Regions from separate parts of the Gossypium hirsutum genome. Here regions 2 and 3 are each linked to region 1. A link is a contact called in public Hi-C data. All regions are on one chromosome and are shown on one strand. The core of a region is the stretch at or near the end of the contact, and the rest is flanking DNA. Distances in the headings are between cores, read along the strand shown.

Region 1 (3,237 bases), core at 590-3,089:
TGGGATAAGGCCCTACTGCATTTTTGACACTATACTGAGATGGGCTAAGGCCCAAACTGTCACTAATACTGAAAAGGGCTTAGGCCCAAGACGGTTCAACTATGCACTGTGAATACTGATTGTTTGTTTGTTTCTGCGGGATTACACACTGAGTTTACGTAAACTCGCCATTTTTGTTTAATGTGTACAGGTAATCCCCAGACTTAGACGGATCGGTGCGACGGAGGACTCAGCGGTGACCACAATGGTTTTTGGACTTAATGGTTTTCAATTACGATTTATGATTTGATTATTATTAATTATTTGGGTTGAAATTTAAGGACCCTTTAGGACTTTATTTTTAAATTTTGAGTTTTTATTTCTTTATTTTACTTTATGGATTTATACCTGCTGGTCGTAGGAAATTCGGTTTTCAAAATGTTAAAGTATTTTCTAAACGCATGATCACTTAGACTGTTTTATTAAAGCTTCCGCAACGAGAGATGTTTCAAAACAAATGTTTTAAATGAATAAAGACGACTTCCTAAGTTCTAACAAAGGTTTACTAAAGATAATAACATGGAATGTTTCCATCGTAACAACGATGTTTCAAAAACACTACCGTGTGACATCGTCAGATACGACCATAACGTCTACGTTGAGTTCCGGGTGTTACATCATCATACGGGAATAGGAGTGTGGTTCTAAATATTAGTGGACAAAGTTGCTTAATTCACCATCAGGAGGCCTTGTCTTGACTGAAATCTATCCACTATTATCATGTTATCATTGAGTTGGACTGAATGCTGGTAGTGTATTTGTTGAATCAATTTAGTGTTGGCTTAGATTTCAACTGCTTAATTTCGATCTGTTTAATGCTAAGAACATCATTTTAGCACTTATCATTTTGTTGGGTGTGTCGGTCATACATGTTAATCATATTGAATGGACTAATTTAATCTCTTCTTGCTTAAATTCTTTGATTGTTTATAATTTATCTGTTTCGTGTAATGGAGATGTTGAATAATAGGACATGGGAGTATAGGGTGAACATGTTGACTCGAGTTTTTAGTGTTTCTCTCTGTTAATCGTCTTTTCTACTGTTTTGTTTCTATTGGAATATATAAATTTTTTCCAAAAAAATAGATTGGGGTTAAAGTTTACCATAATTTCTTGTACCATGTCATAAAATTCATGTCAATCCTTCAACAATTATTTAAAAAAAACGACATTTACAAATTATTTTTTGTTGTTAATGAAATAGCTTTAGATTAAATTAAACTATAAAACTAAACAACAGTTTAGAAAAAAATAAGTAAAGGTAAAAAATTAATTTTATTTTACTCCAAATTAATTTTATTTTTATTGTGTTTAAATTATTTATAATTCGGTCCATGTCAACTATCATTATATCATATTATTTTATTTATTTTTAAAAGTATTAAACTTTTTAATTTGATTTAATGTTCATTAATCACAATTAAATCATATAATTCCATTAAGAAATTAAAATATGAATTTTTCAAGCATATCAGAGGGACAAAGTCCAACATTTTGACGAGGTACATGAAGTTGTAAACTTTAACCTAAGATATTGTCAAAACAGTGACAGGAAAAAAAGGAATTTGGTGAGTAATGGTAGTAAATAAAAGCACAAGTTTCCTAATGAAACGGTTAAGCTGGTTCGAGCATAAACCAAATCACAAAGACTCCTTGGCAAAAGTGGATTAAGAATCGAGTTAAAGAACTGATGAAGCCTTGATGGGTCATGTGATTATGGTTCAGAATGGGAACCCCCCTCCCCCCCCCCCCCCCAATTAGACCAGTTAAAGAAAATAATCTACTGCTGCAAAGCAAATCGGTCCCACTGAAGTGGCCATTCAAAGGAGCTGGCAAAAATCAAGTACAACACGACGTGCTATGTATTAACGTTGTTGCCAATCGCTTCTTTTCCCTTCTCCAGTACTACCGCAAGTTTTTGCCTTTTGTGCACCTCCCTGTGCCGGTTCATGTTGTCGTTTTCTAAAAAAAAATTTGTACAGCAAGCTACATCAGTCACCTTCGATAATTTAGCTATTTATATTGTGTATTACGCTTTGTTTAACTTGATCTGCTGGTGTTTTTAAAGGTTAAATGGGAAGTGGGTCTCGGTTTTTACAAGTTCAGCTGCGCTAGAAGTGGAAAGAAAAAAGGAACAAGCTTGTCTAAGAGGAGGTTAGTCTCTTCAGTTTTACTCATTACCCATTTTCTAACTTTAGTGTTAAAACTGAAATGAAATGACATTCACACTTTCTGAGAATTATCTCGCATTCACTGATTCACATAAGAATTGCCTCTTCTTTGGCTAGCTCTGCAAATAAAGGAAGGGCATGGAAAATTACCAGCTTTTGGAGTTTCTTTTCTTTTTTTTCTTTTTAAATGTTCAATGCTGTTAGAGTATTGCTGAAGATTCAGACAAAATGGGCTTTTTTCCCTATGTATCAAATTCTAGGATTTTATTTTATTATCTGTCGATTTTTGTGTGATTTATTTATTTATTTATTTTTAATTTTTTTGCTTTCTAGGTAGTGGCAGAAGTGCAGGAATTGCTAAAGGGCTGTCTGGCTTTTGTTATTTCTTATTTTATTGCTTACCATAGCTAGAGCTTCGGTAATGTTTGGTTGGAATAATTGCTTTTTTTATTATTATCTTATTAGTTGTAACTTGGTTTTGAAGTGTACAACTTTCATGTCTGCTGTTGTCATATTAGTAATCACTCTTGTTGTGGTTCATATTTTAAAATTCTCAAGATTCAATAAGGTGTACAGTTTCTTTTCAAACTCTTCAGTTTAAAATGCTTAAGTGTATAATATTAGTTTAAAATGCTTAAATTTGGTTGTTTTGATGGATGCAGATTAAGGCATACCGGGCCATATCTCCTCGCTGCAATGCCGATGTCTCCAGAAGCATCTAATTACGATGAGGTTTCCATGCAGCAGAGCTTGTTATTCTCTGATAGTCTCAAGGTTAGAGATCTTGTGTTTAGTTCTCAGGCTTGCAAGAGTAGGATCTTCCTTAAAGTTGAAATCTTTATGTCCTTGCTTTTCTTTTATATCCTGGTCGAAATTTAGTTGTTCTAGGTTGTATGTTTTAGCATTTTGATGGCCAAATTGATTGCACCAGCATTCAAGCTAAACCACTGCCTAATTTGGGTGTTTTTTTGTTTTAGTATTTCAAGTTATGGATGTTTGCGAGTTGAGTGCGAAAATGCACCGATTT
Region 2 (3,214 bases), core at 303-2,802, 140 kb before region 1:
TACTAATTTAGATTTCAATTTCCATAGGAACAAGTAAAATAGGTCCATAATACAAAAATCCAAATGGATATTCAAATGAAGAATGAACTCAACATTACACATTTGAAGTTCAACGGCAAACAATATAAATGGAGGTAAATAAGTAGGGGCTTGATTGTATTGCTGCACGAAACTTAGTTCATATCTATAGGGATCTCACTTTTTCTTTTGCAGCCTCTCCAGCTTTGGTCTGCAATGTGGGAAAAGTCACAAATAATAGATAAAATAATTTCAAGAAAAAACAGTTGAAAAAACAAACACCCCAATTACCTTCTTTACACCTCTGACTTTCTTAACCCTGTTTTTCCTTTTCTTCATCTATTTCTAGACTTTTCAACCTTGGCATCAAGTCCATTCTATCATCAGAAGAAAAAAACTTCAAAATCAATGCACAGACTGCATATGTGCATTAGCACATGCACTCAACTTGTGCAGCGGAGGGCGTTGGCCATGGAGGTGTCGGTGCTGTAGAAGCGTAGTCGTCTTTGAGTTCCTGAATTTTGACCATTGGCAATCGCTGATACGAAGCTCCTTTCATTTTCTCTTCTTCTTCTTCTTCTTCTTCTTCTTATTCTTATTCTTCTTCTTCTCTTCTTCTTCTATTGCCCAGGGCTCTTAAATGGGTTTAAGGTTAAAAAGGACTGTTAAAATAATAGCTAATTCACCGTTAAATGCCATGTCATTTTTTCATTACGTCTGTAACGGGAAATGGTTAAAAGGATTGTTTTGTTATTTTTTCAAAGTTGAGTGACTGAAATAAAACTAGGTGACTGTTTTGTCAACTACCCCAAAGTTGAGTGACTGTTTGTGTAATTTACCCTATTAAGAAAATCAAGAATAATAGGCTAGATGTTGGGTTAGTGGTGGAAAAGAATAAAGAAAAAAAAGTGGTGGGCCATGGTATTATGAAGGGCTTGTGGTGGAAAGGAAAAAAATAAATAAGTGGTGGGCGAATGCATTAATGAAGTGCATATGGTGGAAAAGAATAATGATGAAATAGTGGTGGGCGAAGGCATTAATGAAGGGCCTGTTGAACGGTCAAATGGGTTGCTAAGAAATGAAATTGGGTTAAATGGGTTATTAAGAAATGAAATTGGGCAAGATCCTTCATGTTTGATTTCAAGGTGCGCCCGAGATAGCCCACCTTTGGGGGAACATTTGGGTCCAAATCGTCAGAAGGCCAATGCCCATTTACAGTAGAATCGGTTTTAGAAAAATTTAGGGATAAGGAATAGACGGTATTGGTGGGCCCCGTTTTAAAAAATAAGAAAACCATCATTCTTTGCACTTCAATCCCACCTTCGAAGGACAATTGGAATCGGTGGTGAATTTAAATTCAAATTTTTTGGATTCCAAACGACACTCAGTAGTAACTTTCAAAGAGAATTTAGAGCCTAATTCGAACCCACAATAGGTGAATAAAAAAGGAAGTGGGCGTAATGGAAGATCTTTAAATAAAATGATTCGTGGATGTGCGGAACGTTTTAAACTTGTTGGAAATTCACAAGTCTCTCTCTCAGAAGCCATGAATTCTATGGCAAAGCTTATCGGTGAGCAAGTTGAAATTCTTTCTGATAAGACTGACGTCAAACACGGGGGTGAATATAATAAAGAGCATAGGCCAGATTTGGTTAGCCTATTAGAAATGAGGGTTAGTGGAGAAAAAGCAGATTCGATAAAAGCAGATTCGATTATCGCAAGGCTTAGTTTTCTGTTTTCTCATCGAGTAGAGGCTATTGGGTTTTTGGGAGGTATCTGGATTGGATGGAAAGAATCAGTTTTTGTGGAGGCACTTAAAAATCATTCCCAATTTGTTTTAGTGAAAGTTTCTGATAACTACTCCAAGCAGCACTTCCTGGTCGCCTTTGTTTATGGTAGCCCTAATACAGAGATATCTTTGGGAGGCTTTACGAAGAACTATTCCAATTGATTGGACTCCATGGATGGCGATAGGTGACTTTAACGCCATTATTTCCTCTAATGAAAAGAGAGGCAGACGGATTTTAGGGAAAAGCTATCCTTTTTTTTGGTGAGTTTATGGATGCAGGCCAATTGCAAGACTTGGAATTTCGAGGTTCATAGTTCACTTGGCAAAGAGGGGGGATTATGTAGTGTTTAAACAGGGCCATCTGCAATAACGTTTGGTACTCTAAGTATCCAAATTCTATGGTCGCTCATTGACCGCTACTCAAATCTGATCATAGGCCTTTAAAATTGTCTCTGATGTCTGATCACTATGCCCTCAAAGGACGTCCATTCAGATTCTTAGAAAGTTGGACTGTGCACCTAGGTTTTTTGGATTTTGTTAAGGAAAATTAGAGAGTCTCTAGTAATATGTCGATGGTGCATTCTGAGTTTACAGAACAGGTTAAAAGGTGGAATAAAGATGTGTATGGTCATATTTTTACTCGTAAGAAGCTTCTGACTAGGAAGCTTAAAAGCATTAAGATCGAGCGGGATAGAAGGGAATCTTCTTATCTTAATCAGGTTGAGATGGAAGTGGGAGAGGAATTGGAAAATGTATTACACCATGAGGAGGTTCTTTGGCGTCAGAAGGCACAATGTGATTGGTTGGTTTTAGGGACCGACATACAAAATTTTTCCACACGTGTACGCTAAGGAGGAAGAAACAAAATAAAATTACCGCCTTAAAAAATGATTTGGGTGATTGGATTATGGATAAGGATCAACTGAAGACTGAAGCGGTCAATTTTTATAATACTTTATATGGTGAGCACCCTAGCCCGATGAGAGGTCTACCTCCTAATTCTTTTCCTCGCCTCAATGACGAGTATTTTAATCTCCTTAATAGACCAGTCTCTGATGAGGAAATCAAAGATGCTTTTTTTGACATGACACCTCTGAAGGCTACAAGAAGTGATGGATTTCATGCCTTATTATATCAGAGTCAGTGGGATTATGTAGGTGCCTCCGTTTGTAGATGGGTTAAGGGTGTCTTTGATGGCAAAAGCATTGATTCGGAATTGAATAACTCATTTATCGTGCTTATCCCTAAAATTTAAAATTCGAAGGGCTTCACTCACTTTCGACCTATTAGTTTATGTCCTGTCCTTTACAAACTGGTTATGAAGGTCATTGCAAATCGGTTTAAGGTGGTTTTTTCGAGAATTATAGCTCTTGAACAGACTGGTTTTGTAGTAGACGGAACATCACG
Region 3 (2,876 bases), core at 275-2,774, 230 kb after region 1:
ATAACGTTTTACATACCCTTCCACAGGATCAAAGACGACCATGAGAGGAGGGCATTCTCCTTTTTCCATCATCTTTTTGCATAAGTTTAATGTCTCTATATCCTCTTTGGGTAGAATCTGGAATGCATCGAATTCATCAAATTAATCCCACATGGTTAAGTTGGAGCATTGAAGTTTCAGTGACAAGAAGCACCCATGGCCTAATGGATAAGGCGCCTGACTTCTAATCAGGCGATTGTGGGTTCGAGTCCCACTGGGTGTGCAGTTAACATAAAATATTTTAGTTTTTTAATAAAAATCGTAAAATCATTAAAAAAGGTCATTACCTGCATTCCTCCCTTCTCAAGAGCTGCACAATTAGCCGACCTTAGTGCCATGCCAGGCCGGTAAGTGAGCCCATCACTGTACTCAGTCCCAGAGGCTTTCAGTGCGGTTGCCAATGAAGCCATTTGTTCCAATCTCCTTTGTGGGTCTTCTGTTGGATTATACGCCAACAACTTCCTTTTCCTCTTGGACACCGCTAAGCTACAAGCTCTCTTTCTCTTTTTAATGTTGCCTAAACAGCCCATAAACAGAAACAATTACTCCGCCTATCTAATAATTTTGTAATTCTATAAATGAAATGAATGGGAAATTCATTTGATAGATTGATTTTACTTACTTTGGTTTTCCATGGACTCGGATGACCTTCGAATCCGAAAGAAATCAACAATTTTGGTCTGAACTAGCGGAAACACTGAATATAGAGGGAAAAAAAAGGACAAATAAATAAAAATTGCATTACTTTATACAACTTTATATCCCAAGGATTTAGCAGTGAATAGCTTAACTTTACTGAAATAATTCATTTCAATCTCATTCTAACATCCTAAGTGGTTAATTTCAGAAGCTAAAATCCACAGGCATCGAGTAATCATCAGGCAAATTAAACACCCAAATCAAGTCATGATTCAATATATTCACAGTTTGAAAACTACCAGTAAAGGGGAAGAAATGATTTTTAAGGGAGAAGAAACCGTACATTGGGGCTGCTTGATGTTGGTGCAGGAGGGACAAAACCAGGATCCTTTAGGCACCGAAACTAGAATGGGTCTAAGGCAAAACAGATGATATCCCTTATCGCACTTGTCGCACAACAAAAGCTTGGATCCAAAATCACCCGACCCACATCTCTCGCAGTAAACATCGTCGCAACCCAAGCCATCCTCATCTTCGGAGTAGCGCCTAGGAGCTCGAGTCCTGCGTCTAAGAACCATCGTCGTCGGTTTAGCCACCGCCATTGACGAGCAAAGACAAAGAACGGAGATATATATAAATAAATAAATAAAAAGGAGAAGAAGCGGAAGAAAAACAAGCTAGAAATATTTCCAGCTTTGATGTTGGGCGGCGGATTATAAGAGAAGAGACAGGTAGGTATTTTCGCGCGCTGGTTTTTGGTTTCGCGGGAAAACGATTCCGCGCCATGTTTTCGGTTTTTGGAAGGTGAAACGTTGGTTTTGCGCTTCTTTCCATGTATAATTTGTATATGAGTTGGGATGTGATAAGGTGTAACGAGATGTACTGTAATCGGCTACATTTTTTATGTTATTTTCCGTTGGATTAGTGGATCTCCCATTTATTTTCAGTTAAAGGAGTCCATGGGCCACCTCAATTGGACCCAAATCATGGAGGGCAACCAGCCTAATGAAATAAATGTTTCGATTTTTATTTTTTATTTTCCTTTTAAAAGAATTATCAAATAAAGGTAATTTATAAATAGGTTTAAATATGCAGTATTTGGGAGGTCTTTGTATTATAATAATTGGATCAAATTAATTCTCCTATTTTAAATGGATTAATTTAATTTTTATATTATTAAAAAATCAAATAAATTCAAATTGTAACATATTTAACTTTTATTGTATAAAAAATATTTTAAAATTTATTTTTTTCAATTGTAATTCAATTTCAAACAAAAGGTTTCATTTATAGAATCATAAAAGTTTTAAAAATATTAATTCTTTTAAATGGTAAATGACATTTTAAAAGAGTTCGATTTCAATTTGGCTTTTTTTTTATTCTTTTCAATAGTACACTTAATAGATCCATTTAATCGTAGAGGGTCTAATTTGATCAAGTTTCTATTGTAAATGGGCCTCTCAAGCAGGGATGGATCTAGGGGGTGCGAGAGGACAGTCGCCCTTTTGGAATTTTCAGATTTTTAAATTTTTATATATAAATTATCATGTATTTTAGATTTAGTGTCCATGTTGTATAACATTTATCCCTTTTAGTCAAATTGTATTTCATATAATTCGCCCCCTTAAGCAATAATGTTATACTTTATATTAACAAAGTATTTTTCAGCTTTTAATTATATAACTTTAGTAATAATAATCAAATATTAATGTATGATGGGCCTTGAAAGATTAAACTTAGAGACTCTATAGCAGGCCCAATTAACCCGGGCCCGTACAAAATAGGTTATTGGGCACAGCCCAGTTTTTGTACAAGCCCAACTAACAGCCCAACACAATTAAATCAAAAAAACCCCAAGCAGAAAACCCTAGCCGCCGCCCTCAAACGGCTCCAGCAGTTTCCAGTCGCCGCAAGACTCGGAGTCAGCCTCCTCCACGCCCACCGCTTCTCCACGAACACATGCAAAAGCGGACTAAGAGTCCACAAAGAAAAATATTGTAAAGTAAAGTGTATTTTCTTAGGCTATAAAGCCTAATCGGTACACTGAGGAAATGGGTGAGGGAGTTTTTACGAAAGAAAATACGGAGAAAAATTAAATATAGATATCAAATTTGTTTTTTAGTATGAAGGTGATTTTTTTTTCCGTTTCACTTTGTAGTGTTCATCGTTCTTTTTATTTGTGTATATATATTTTTATT

Evidence for each region. Hi-C and Micro-C count contacts between places; a contact is called where the count stands out from the background.
Region 2: a Hi-C map of leaf shows a contact between it and region 1, with 1.7 times the contacts expected there. The contact joins the promoter of LOC121215513 here to the promoter of LOC107950193 in region 1. A contact is called at or near these places in 2 of 34 Hi-C or Micro-C datasets (leaf and petal).
Region 3: a Hi-C map of leaf shows a contact between it and region 1, with 2.0 times the contacts expected there. The contact joins the promoter of LOC121215518 here to the promoter of LOC107950193 in region 1. A contact is called at or near these places in 2 of 34 Hi-C or Micro-C datasets (both in leaf).

Annotation. Positions count from the first base shown.
Region 1 is chrD03:44,682,835-44,686,071 of Gossypium_hirsutum_v2.1, forward strand. LOC107950193 (protein ABIL2) reads left to right here and starts at 1,840. Exons shown (of 11, transcript XM_016884991.2): 1 at 1,840-2,015; 2 at 2,108-2,193; 3 at 2,873-2,984. The coding sequence starts at 1,989.
Region 2 is chrD03:44,539,450-44,542,663 of Gossypium_hirsutum_v2.1, forward strand. LOC121215513 reads left to right here and starts at 1,553. Exons shown (of 3, transcript XM_041090221.1): 1 at 1,553-3,214.
Region 3 is chrD03:44,911,913-44,914,788 of Gossypium_hirsutum_v2.1, forward strand. LOC121215518 (histone-lysine N-methyltransferase ATXR6) reads right to left here and starts at 1,525. Exons shown (of 6, transcript XM_041090230.1): 1 at 1,022-1,525; 2 at 662-736; 3 at 327-556; 4 at 17-117. The coding sequence starts at 1,280. TRNAR-UCU (transfer RNA arginine (anticodon UCU)) reads left to right here and starts at 190; the gene lies at 190-262.